Regions from separate parts of the Mus musculus genome. Here region 2 is linked to region 1. Evidence: chromatin contacts called from public promoter capture Hi-C data. All regions are on one chromosome and are shown on one strand. Each heading gives the region's core, a stretch centred on a gene start, on an enhancer-like site or on the middle of the called end of the contact. The rest is flanking DNA. Distances are from core to core; before and after follow the strand shown. Region 1 holds the start of Ccdc83 (coiled-coil domain containing 83). Region 2 overlaps Dlg2 (discs large MAGUK scaffold protein 2).

Region 1 (5,294 bases), core at 131-2,630:
GTAAGGACCCAGTATTGATAGTGTAGCAAAAGCCAGTAGCCTCCAACCAGACCAACGACTCGTTGCAAGTAAAGATGTATAACACGCTGTGATACACTACAGCTTCCACTAGGCATTTTTGGAGGGCAGGTGGCTTGTTTGTTTGTTGTTGTTGTTTTGTGTGGTTGGTTGGTTCGTTTGGGTTTTCGAGATGGGGTTTCTCTGTATAGCCCTGGCTGTCCTGGAACTCAGAAATCCACCTGCCTCTGCCTCCTAAGTGCTGGGATTAAAGACATGCACCACCACTGCCCGGCCTGATTTTTTTTTCAATTGTAATTTTTTTGTTGTTGTTATCTTGTGTGGTGGGAGGTTACAAAGGCCAAGGATGAGTATGAATGGATGGGGAAATGAGAGGGATTGGGGTGCATAATGTAAAATTCACAAAGAACCAAAAAAGGTTTTTAAAAATTCCTTACTATGTTTTAATCTATTTTTTAAGCCAACTAGATCACTTGGAAGTGAGTCGGAGGCCTAAAAGAGCCTGGCTTCTGACTTCCCAGGCCAAAAAAAGAAAATTACTGGAGTGTAATGAGAGAAATGGGAGGCTTTAATAGACTGCCTTCAGGATGAGGCTGAACTGCACTATATTGCTTTGTTAAACGCTTAAAAGTAAAATGAGAAGACAGATGCAAAGACTTCAGTGCCTCAAGTTGCCCTGTGAGCACTTGAAGAGTTAAACCAAGCTGACAAACGCAGACAGAAAAGCAGAGCACCTCTGTCACAGGAGTTCTGCCCCTTCCCACACCCGGGGAGTTGTTTTGAAATCACAGAGGAGTCATTTTATATCAGCAAATATAAGCTTGCAATGACCCGAGCGAGGCATGCGCACAAAGCTGGAGTCCTATTTACATACACCACCTTCCAAGCACAGAGAATTCGAAAAGAGGAGAGAGAGGCCTTGGGGGAAAAGAAGAAAGGACTGGACCACTGCCCTAACCTCTGCATGCACTCCCTCACCCGCACTATTCCTCATATGCCCGCCAGGTGGCGCGCGCGAATCGCCATGGTGCCTAAACCAGAATGGGATAGTAGATGAAGATGCCAGTCGCTTTGAAAACAGCGGGAAGTGACCCGGATGGGGTTGGAAGGGAGGGAGGGAGAGTGCTTTGGGCTATTTGTACTTGAGAACCACCAGCCCACAACCCGGAATTCTCACCTGAAAACGCTGGAGACGATACTGGGAGAAAGCTAACATCCTTGTGTGACCTCTGACTTCTTCAGTCTGCCCCCAAAACTTTATAGGAACCCTCCCCCACTACAGCGGACACGCCCTCCTCTTGATTTGCCCTGACACGAGATGGGCCTGGGGTCGCGCCCTCTGGTTTTTCCCTCGGAGCGTTGTTCCTGAGCGGTTAAGAACTGTTGAGAAGGGTTCTCCAAGCCGTGCCCCTCTTTCACCACTCTGGAGACAGGGATACCTGCCTGGTTTTAGCCGCCCTAAACTTAAAGGTTTGTAACCTTCAGGGTGTCCTAGCGCAGTCTCTTAACTCAGTAGATGCCCAGCCCTCTGATGCAGTAGTCCCCCTTTATCAGTTTCAGGTACCTGAGGATCTTTGTGATGGATGGGCTTAAGGGGTGGGTATTAAATGGAAAATGCCTGAAATAAGCATTTTTGTTTAAGTAACGTTTGTCATATCTGATAACTGTTCTATTCCAGTATTATTAATCTTTAATTTATACTAAGTTTTGTTACAGGTTTATAGGTACACAGTACGGAAGGGGGCGGAGGCTGTGATGGCATCTATAATGATTGGTAGTATCCCAAGACTCAAGCATCCCTTTGGTGTCTTGGAGTCCCAACCTCACAGAATAAGTAGACCTTTGTGTTGCTGTCTACCACTCCACAATTTCCTCAAAGCTTTATGAATACTCTTAACAGTTCTGAAACGAGATGGAAAAGATGGAGAAAGAAACTGGGGGTCAGACAGGACCAAAACCTGTGCTGAACTGACTTAGTGGGGAATCAGAGGTTCCACTTCTCCTTCCTTCTCCTAGTGTCCCCAGTGGTTCCCAAGCTGAGGAAAGCTTGATACCTCCAAAAGATGTGTGACAATGTCATTCATCTACATGTTTCTAAACACATAGATCTCAACAAACGGTTTTAATGGTACTTTTCTAAAATGAATAAGCTTTGCATTTTCACACTATTTGGGACTATGTACATATATATAGTCTATATGAAAAGACGTGTGAAGGATTTTAAAGTAATTTTAGATGGAATTACCACTTGTAAAAGGACTTAAGTAAATCAACTTCATTTTGTTTTAACGCTGGAGTGCATTTCTGATTCTGTTAACAGTGCATTCTAGTGAGACAGAAAACCTTCTCTAGGTCAAAAAGCGTTCCTGGCATAAATGAACACTTGAATTCCAAAGAATTTTGCTGGGATGGGGAGATGACTCAGTGGGGAAATGTGAGCTGTGTGAGTATATAGACCAGGTTCTAGATCCCCAGTGCCCATAGAAACGTTGGGACGGTGGGCATGGTGGAATCGCAGTGTCTGGGAGGCAGAGATGGATCCCAGAACCCACTGACTAGCTGGACTCGCTGAGTTAGCAAGCTATAGGTCCAAGTGTGAGACCTTGCCTCAACATACACTGCAGAGGGCAGTTAAAGAAAACATCCACTGTCGACCTGTACACATGCACCTGCTCCCACACATGTCTACACACATGCAAACACATGCACACCATGCTTACACACACAAGCAAAATAATATTTCTTCTATATATAATTTATTTTTATTTTATATCCTTTGGTGTTTGGCCTGCACAGATGTCTGTCTGAGGGTGTCAGAAGCCATGGAACTGGAGTTACAGAGAGCTGTGAGATGCCACTTGGGTGCTGGGAAGTGAACCCAGGTCCAGTGCTTTCAACCACTGAGCTAATTATTAGCAGCCCTACAAAATAATAATTTCTAAAAAGATAAGATATTGAAACAATTCTCCTTTACGAATTGTTACATTGCATCCACATTGTTAGCCATGAAGTGAGGCCATATATGGGTGTTTGCAGGCAACTCATTCACAACAGTGTGTATTGAACATCCAGGATGTACCCGGGTTATGGGCCAGCATATATTTTTGAATTCACAAAAACATGAGCTTGCTGAAGTTGATGACTTCCCAAATGAACTATAGTTTATTGAGATGAGTACTATGAATATTTTTACATGTGCATGTTGCTTCGCAACCAGTATTATAATGACTTCTGGGCCTTTGAACTGCACCTTACTTAGCCAGGCTCCTGGACGTACCGCACTGTTGCTCCTGTTACTACAGATAGCTTTGAGTTTGGAGCGAACTGCTGACAGAGCCAGAGCTGTCTCTAAAATACCTCCCCCGCCCCACCCTTTTTAATGACAGAGAATTGAAGGGGTATATTAAACATTTCTATTAAGACGTTCTAGCTGGCAAATTCATAGCTGGAAGGGAAGAGCCAAAGGAGGAGGGGCACTAAGATTCAGCTGTGGAAATAGAAGGGAAAGAAACCATGGAAGTTACAGAACAGAAAAGGGAGGAAAAGTTATTTCTGCTTACCTCTCACTTTTCTTGCAAATTAAACGTTACGACAATTGTCACCTCTAACCAACATCTTTTAATTACATGTTTTTTTTTTCCTCCCGATGGACTCATTCAGAACTGTTGTCACTGCTAATAATTAGGTCAGTATCTTTCATTTCAATCTGTGTTGATGGGAAACAAGTCAAGCAACATCAGGAGCCATTTCATATGTCCAGAAAGGTGTTAGGGCCGAAAGGAGACAGAAAATGAGGTGCGAGACACTGTCCAGGTGCCAGGCCCCACCGCCGAGACTGCGCAGACAGGAATCCATTCTGCATCTATTGATGGCTTTAAAAGCTAGAGGCTTGTGGGATATTGGTCCACGAGAAGATAATCATACTTCCACTTTTACTTCATAAACTTCATTTTTCACTGAGAAAGCGCTGAGAATACTGTTTTGAAACACTTTCTGACAGGAAAAAAACAGTTGTGGCAGAGGAAACTCCTGGCCCAGGAAAACCTGGAGAATTCTTAGGAGCCAGGCTGTTCTCAGCTCACACCTCGAAGTAAGTTATTAAACTGCCCAAACTCACCGGGCAAGAAAGAGCGCACATGCACAAAGGCACAAGAGCCATCATATTTTAATGACCTTCTAAAGAGAGAGCAGCACTTGAATAACTTCTCTAGTCTCCCTTCTCCTCCCCCTTCCTCTCCCTCCCCTCCTCCTCACTCTCCATCTCTTCCCCTTCCCCTTCCACCTTCCCCTCCCCCTCCCCCTCTCCCTCTCTCAGGTCCCTCAGTGTTTTGTGTAAGGTCTGCTGCTGTGTGCATCTCCTGATAACTTTGAGTTTCCATCTTGCTTCTGCTCCGTTGTACAGTACCAGGAAGCATTCTAGCCACAGAGCATGCACCAAATACATGTCTGCAGTCACTGCAAGCAGATTCGACATTCATTTGTCAGGAATTATACCAGATGAAGCCTTCCTGAAGATAGCATTCGCTTTGTAAATGGTCTTTCACCCTTCACTGAGGTAGTCATACTCAGAAGGTCAGCGGTTGTGTTTGTGAACGTCCTACCGTCTACTGGGCATCATTACCTACCTTTTGGGGTACTGCCATTCGCAGTTCAATTGTCTTGCTAATTTTCTTGAAAGCCTTCAAAACAATGACAACACACATTGCTGTTTGTGCATGAATTATTCATGCTTTAGTGGCTTCATATTTTATTAAAATCCTTTGTGGTAAGCTTGCTGTTAAGTAACTAATTATGCATTCAGAGAGGTAAAGGCATAGCAGTCACACAGCTGAGGTAATTGAACTAGATGAGGTCCTGTTTTCTGCAGCACCAGATGGGGAATGCTGGAGGAGCCCAGCACACTTGATCTTTCCCATCTGACTCAGAAAGATATTAGTCTTGACATTTGTCTCGACTTTTAAATAAAATATAGTAGAGTAAAAAAAAAATAGAATAGTAAGTTATTGTTTTTAAATGAAACATTAGCATGCTTTTTTTTATAAAGATAACAATTCATATTCTGAAGTAGGAAACAGTGTAACAATTCAGCATGGTATCAGAAACAAAGAGAAACAATGTTTCTTTGCTGAAAATTTTTTATGGACTATGTGAAATAATGATAGGTTTTGGTGTGGAACTTACTGAATTGCGAATAAGTGTCCTATTTAAGAAGACAAGTATGGTGGGCTGCTCACACTTGTAAGCTCAGCACCCAAGAAGCTAAGGTAGGAGGGTTT
Region 2 (4,698 bases), core at 1,064-3,563, 1.2 Mb before region 1:
TGATGGCTACGAATCAGAAATACATTTATGTGTTGGACATTTGAGTGCCTATATGACACAAAATGAGAGATCCATATCTGTAAGTTTAACAGAATTGACTTTAAATTATTTGATCAATGATCCAGTCTATCTAATAAAAAAGCCCACCAAGCAGAACGTGCATGCAAATATCTTCATCTTTTTTTTAGCTACTGCTGTCTCTCATGTGAATGGATTAAAATTAAGAAGTCTTGCTAGGGTCTGCATAGCACATTAGACCTTAGTGTGCGAGCCAGAACCATCCGGAAGTGCCTAGAACTCAGAGGACCATAAACAGTCTTAGTCTAGCACAGGAGGTTCTCTGGCAGTTTGGAAGGGGGTGCTAGGCTGGCAGAGCAGATCAGAGTTGATCCAGAAGCTGGAAGTCTGCCAAGTTCTCATAAATAAAAATCTGTTTATCTTTTGTTGAACAAAAAGTACTCTACTCTCCTTTCCGACTAGCAGCCTGGGTTGGCACAAGACAGAAGATCAAGGAAGGAGAGAAATATGGAGATAGAAAGAGAGGGAGGTAGGGAAGAAGATCAAAGTGGGTGTGTGTGATATAAATCAAAAGCCAAGGAAAGCCAGAACATGTATGTGTGCTTCTGAGTTCTTGGTGATACCACAACATCGTACATCTATAAGATACAACCAGAAAACACATTGCAAAGAATTTGAAAGAGGTTTGCTATGTAAGGCTTAAAGCTATGGGGTGAAGCAGGTTTGAGATTAAGAAATAATTCTGCTTACACTAGCCTGATATGTAGAAATTGCTAAAGTTGCTTCTGTTAATTGTACGGAAAACCAGTATTCTCTGTGTCAAATCTCATTTCTTTTTGTCACCTAAGCTCTCCAAGGGTTGAAAAGCAAATCTTTACTTTTATCTCCCATAATGTTCAACCAGAACGCTCCAGAGTCAGTTGGCTGAGGGACTTTGCTGAGAGAAAACTTCTTTGAAAAAGGAGTTATTTCGCAAACAGGAAAAACCTATTTCAGAAGAAGTGTAGAGTCAGTGAGAATATGAAATAAATAACAAATCTGCAAAGGAAGTGATGATTCCTAGGAAATATGTAAATTCAACTCAGAACACAGAAAATAACCAGCTGGGAGAAGGAAGCAGGCTCAAGAAATGAACTCTGGAAAAGTATGGGCTTTTATTTCCTCTCCCAACAGTTCAGCAGAACTGCCAGGCGTGTTAAGTGGGGTGTGTGTTATTCATAAAGTCTGATCATTGTAGATATTTGACTTATTTGAGGCCTGTGAGTAGAGAGCTGGCATTTTTCCAGCTCCGTTCTATTTTTCTTGGTGGGCCTGTGACCCTTAACCTGTGTCCAGCCACGCCCTGCACCTGCTGCAGCCTTCTCACCTTGCTACATTTCAGGAACAAACAAGTGGGGAAAACAGGGGGTGGAGGTGGGGGCTGGGTATAGAAGGTGGTGGCTGACAACAAGGAGCAGAAGAAAGAGAAGATAAAGACTCCTCAGTGTAGTGAATGGGTCAGCTCATTGATTCTTTTTTTGTATGTTCACTTTATTAATTTAAACTAAATTCTTGAATGGCACTTTGACTAGATCAGGCTTCTCTTTCTTCTCAGATGTAAAGGAATAGAAGGAATATGGGAAGAGAAAGAGTGAGACAGATATTACATAATTTTCACTGTTTCTCTCGTGTGTCTTCATCCTCCACTGCACTGCTCCTCCCTTTGTCATCTTTCAGGGGGGCAACATTTCTGTGATCATTTTCGTGATGTTTCTTTGCCCCATGGACTGACACGTGTGTAGGAAGAAGGCCCCTAATTGTTTTTGTTCAACCCTGATTGCAGTACCTGATACCAAGTGGGTTCGCAATAAATGTTGAATGAATTGTCTGGCCCAGTCTGTCTGCAAATCTATTATTCAAAGACCTGGGGGGAAAAAGTAGGTCAAAGCTTACTGACCTCTCTCTGTCTCCGATGCTGTCTCTGTCTCTCTTTCTCTCTCGCCTTTGCACCTTTAAGAAAATAACCCACAGGCAGCCATGTTGGCTAGCCCAGTGAACACTTGAGAAGAAGACGTTTTCTTTCTTTTTTTTTTTTTTTTTTAATCAGATTTGGAGCAGGACATGGGCAAGAAGAGCACTGGAGTGAGAGATGACCCACTCTTCCAGGCACTTAGCTTGAATTTTTTTTTCAGACAAACACTCGACTAAAAGGAAATACTAGCTTGCTTTTTGCCACAGAGAACAGGATGAGCCAGGATGTTAATTAAATTACAAATCAGCTGTCTGCTTGCAGCTGACAGAGCTTTGTGCGCTTCCAAGCAACGTCAGATATTTTAAACCCTCTGTAATTACCTACAATGGAGAAGCTGCCAGCAAGGATGCCTTCATGAATATTTAACGGCTCTCAAGATTCTTTTTAAAGCACTGATGATTTGAATAATCAAGAGAGACCCTACTGTTACTTTGGGCTGCCCTCCATCTGTCCAGAGAAGATTCTAGAAGCCCAGTCAGGAGTACAGTCTTTTCCTGAGCTGGGTCCAGATTCAAGGGAAGCCAGATTCACCCAGGGAGTCACCCAAGAGTTAAACAGACCTGATTTCTTTGAATATGTCGTGATGTTTTGAATATGTTTGGCCCAGGGAGTGGCACTATTTAAGAGGTGTAACTTTTTGGGGTAGGTGTGGCCTTTTTGGAGGAAGTAGGTCACTGTAGGGGCGGGCAATGATTACCTCCCTAACCTCGTGGGAGCCGGTCTGCTCCTGGCTTCCTTGGATAAAGATGTAGAACTCTTAGCTCCTTCTCCAGCTTCATGCCTTCCTGGACTCTGCCTTCCTGGTATGATGATAATGGAGTGAACCTCCTGAACCTGTGAGCTATCCTCAATTAAATGTCGTCCCCATTTAAATGTTCCCTTGGTCATGTGTCTTTTCATACCCATGGAAACCCTAACTAAGACTTATATCAAAATGGAACCCCAGTCTGAGGTGCAGTGTTGTGAATTAAATCTACATAGGTAGCACACAGGTTTTTGTTGTTGTTGTTGTTGTTGTTTTGATTTTGTTTTTATTTTTTAGACTAAAAGGCTAATTTTAAATGGTCTTTTCTCAGGTAGTTCTCAGAACTGGACAGAGAAGATGTCACTCTGATTTCCAAGTGTGAAGGAAAGAGGCTTAGAGGATCTTCAAAATACACTGTGAAAATATGTTTCAAGACAGCAAGCTGCAGCCCAACATGGTCGAGGAAAAGTCTGTTCTAGCTATGGAAACATGAGTCCAAACTTCCATTCTGACACTTGCCTCCTGGGAGACCTTTGGGAAGTTCTTGAGTATCTCTGAGCGTCATTTAACTACAGTTATGCATAAAAGAAACAGGGTTTATTTCACAAAAGTAGAGGAGTTGAATACAACACTGTATTCCAGGTGCGCACTAAGGTTCAGGACAAATGGTGACTCCCCCATTTCATGAAATCTGAAGAACGTTGCAGTTTTCAGCTTTGTTATAGAAATAAAAAAGAGTGTAGCCCCCCTCCCGCCCGAGAGTAAACTTTCATTCAGCTGTTTCTATCAGCAATAAGAAGAGAAATATGAACAATTATTTGAATTCTTATCCTTCCACTCCTGAGGCCACTGAACTTAAGTAACCTCATAAAATCTCAGTAGTGGCTAAGAGTCATGTTCTGAAGAGATGATTTGGATAGCTCCTAGTCCATCACCTACCACATAATCTTGGGAAACTCATTAAAGTCTCTACGACTCACTGAAAGAGTAGGAACATGCCTATATCACAGGAATCTGCCAAGTGGCATTACATGGAACGACTTAGGAGATATTTTATACCCTTGTGTATAATCAGTAGGTAGCCTAAATTGTTTTTCTAAGGCATTTGATGCTGTAAATGACTTGTAGTGATTTTAAAAGTGGCAGAAACTAGAGAAATAATTCTACCTTTTCCTCCTCAGTATCTTAATCTGTTTCCATTCCTCTATGAGTCAATCTGTCTGGATGCCTACAAACACAACAGTTTACTGAACCCCTACTAAATGTCAGGTACCATAATAATGTGTTAGGAAAATAATATTACTGAAGACCCTGAAGGGAGTGCTCTCTGGTGCTTCTGGGAGCATAGAGATTTTAAAGAAAGAAAAAAAGATAACACATAGGAGGGAACAGAACGAGTTCCCTGCTTTTCGTGCACCAAGTTAGAGCAACAAGAAACAGATACCACGTAGATGAAGCCATCTCAAAGAGTGTTTCTCTAGACTCATCAGGTCACATATAGGTGAGTAGCAGTCTCATATAAGCATGCAAAAACATACCTAAGTGTATGGGAGGAAGAACAAAATTCTGAGATGATAAATATTTATCTGCTGTTAGTGGCTATTTCCAGGTTACTGTTAATTCCATGCATTGAGTTATATGTATTATTTGGGGTAATAAAATAGTTCAGAAAACAGAACATTTAAGCATGATCAAGGATTGGTGCTGAAGGAAAGAAGGCCCAGTGTATTTTGTGCAAGGGGACAGCTCTGGCCCTATGAAATCCTCATTCAAGTTCAGCTGAGTTAATTTTGGGACTGGATGAACCTCAGAGACCAGGGTAGTCACTGCCAGGTTAGAAATATAGGAAGGAAGAACTACTTGTGGGACGACTGTGGGGGATCAGCTTTTGACGTTAAGTGGCTCCAATACTAAGCCATCAAAG

What was found. Promoter capture Hi-C pulls out the DNA fragments that hold promoters and counts their contacts.
Region 2: a promoter capture Hi-C map of hippocampal neurons shows a contact between it and region 1, with 2.9 times the contacts expected there. The contact joins the enhancer-like site here to the promoter of Ccdc83 in region 1. A contact is called at or near these places in 9 of 39 promoter capture datasets (the 3T3-L1 cell line, cranial neural crest, embryonic stem cells and 5 more) and 3 of 484 Hi-C or Micro-C datasets (embryonic stem cells and nephron progenitors).

Annotation. Positions count from the first base shown.
Region 1 is chr7:90,261,518-90,266,811 of GRCm38.p6, reverse strand. Ccdc83 (coiled-coil domain containing 83) reads left to right here and starts at 1,380. Exons shown (of 11, transcript NM_183293.1): 1 at 1,380-1,488.
Region 2 is chr7:91,440,651-91,445,348 of GRCm38.p6, reverse strand. All of the region lies in intron 1 of Dlg2 (discs large MAGUK scaffold protein 2), which reads right to left. Among named protein-coding and RNA genes, the nearest start is that of Gm24552, 200 kb to the right of the region's middle. Within about 2 kb of position 2,313, at least 42 of the 459 cell types and tissues checked have an H3K27ac peak or open chromatin away from gene starts, as enhancers often do. A contact at or near this core is called in hippocampal neurons, where this site is marked.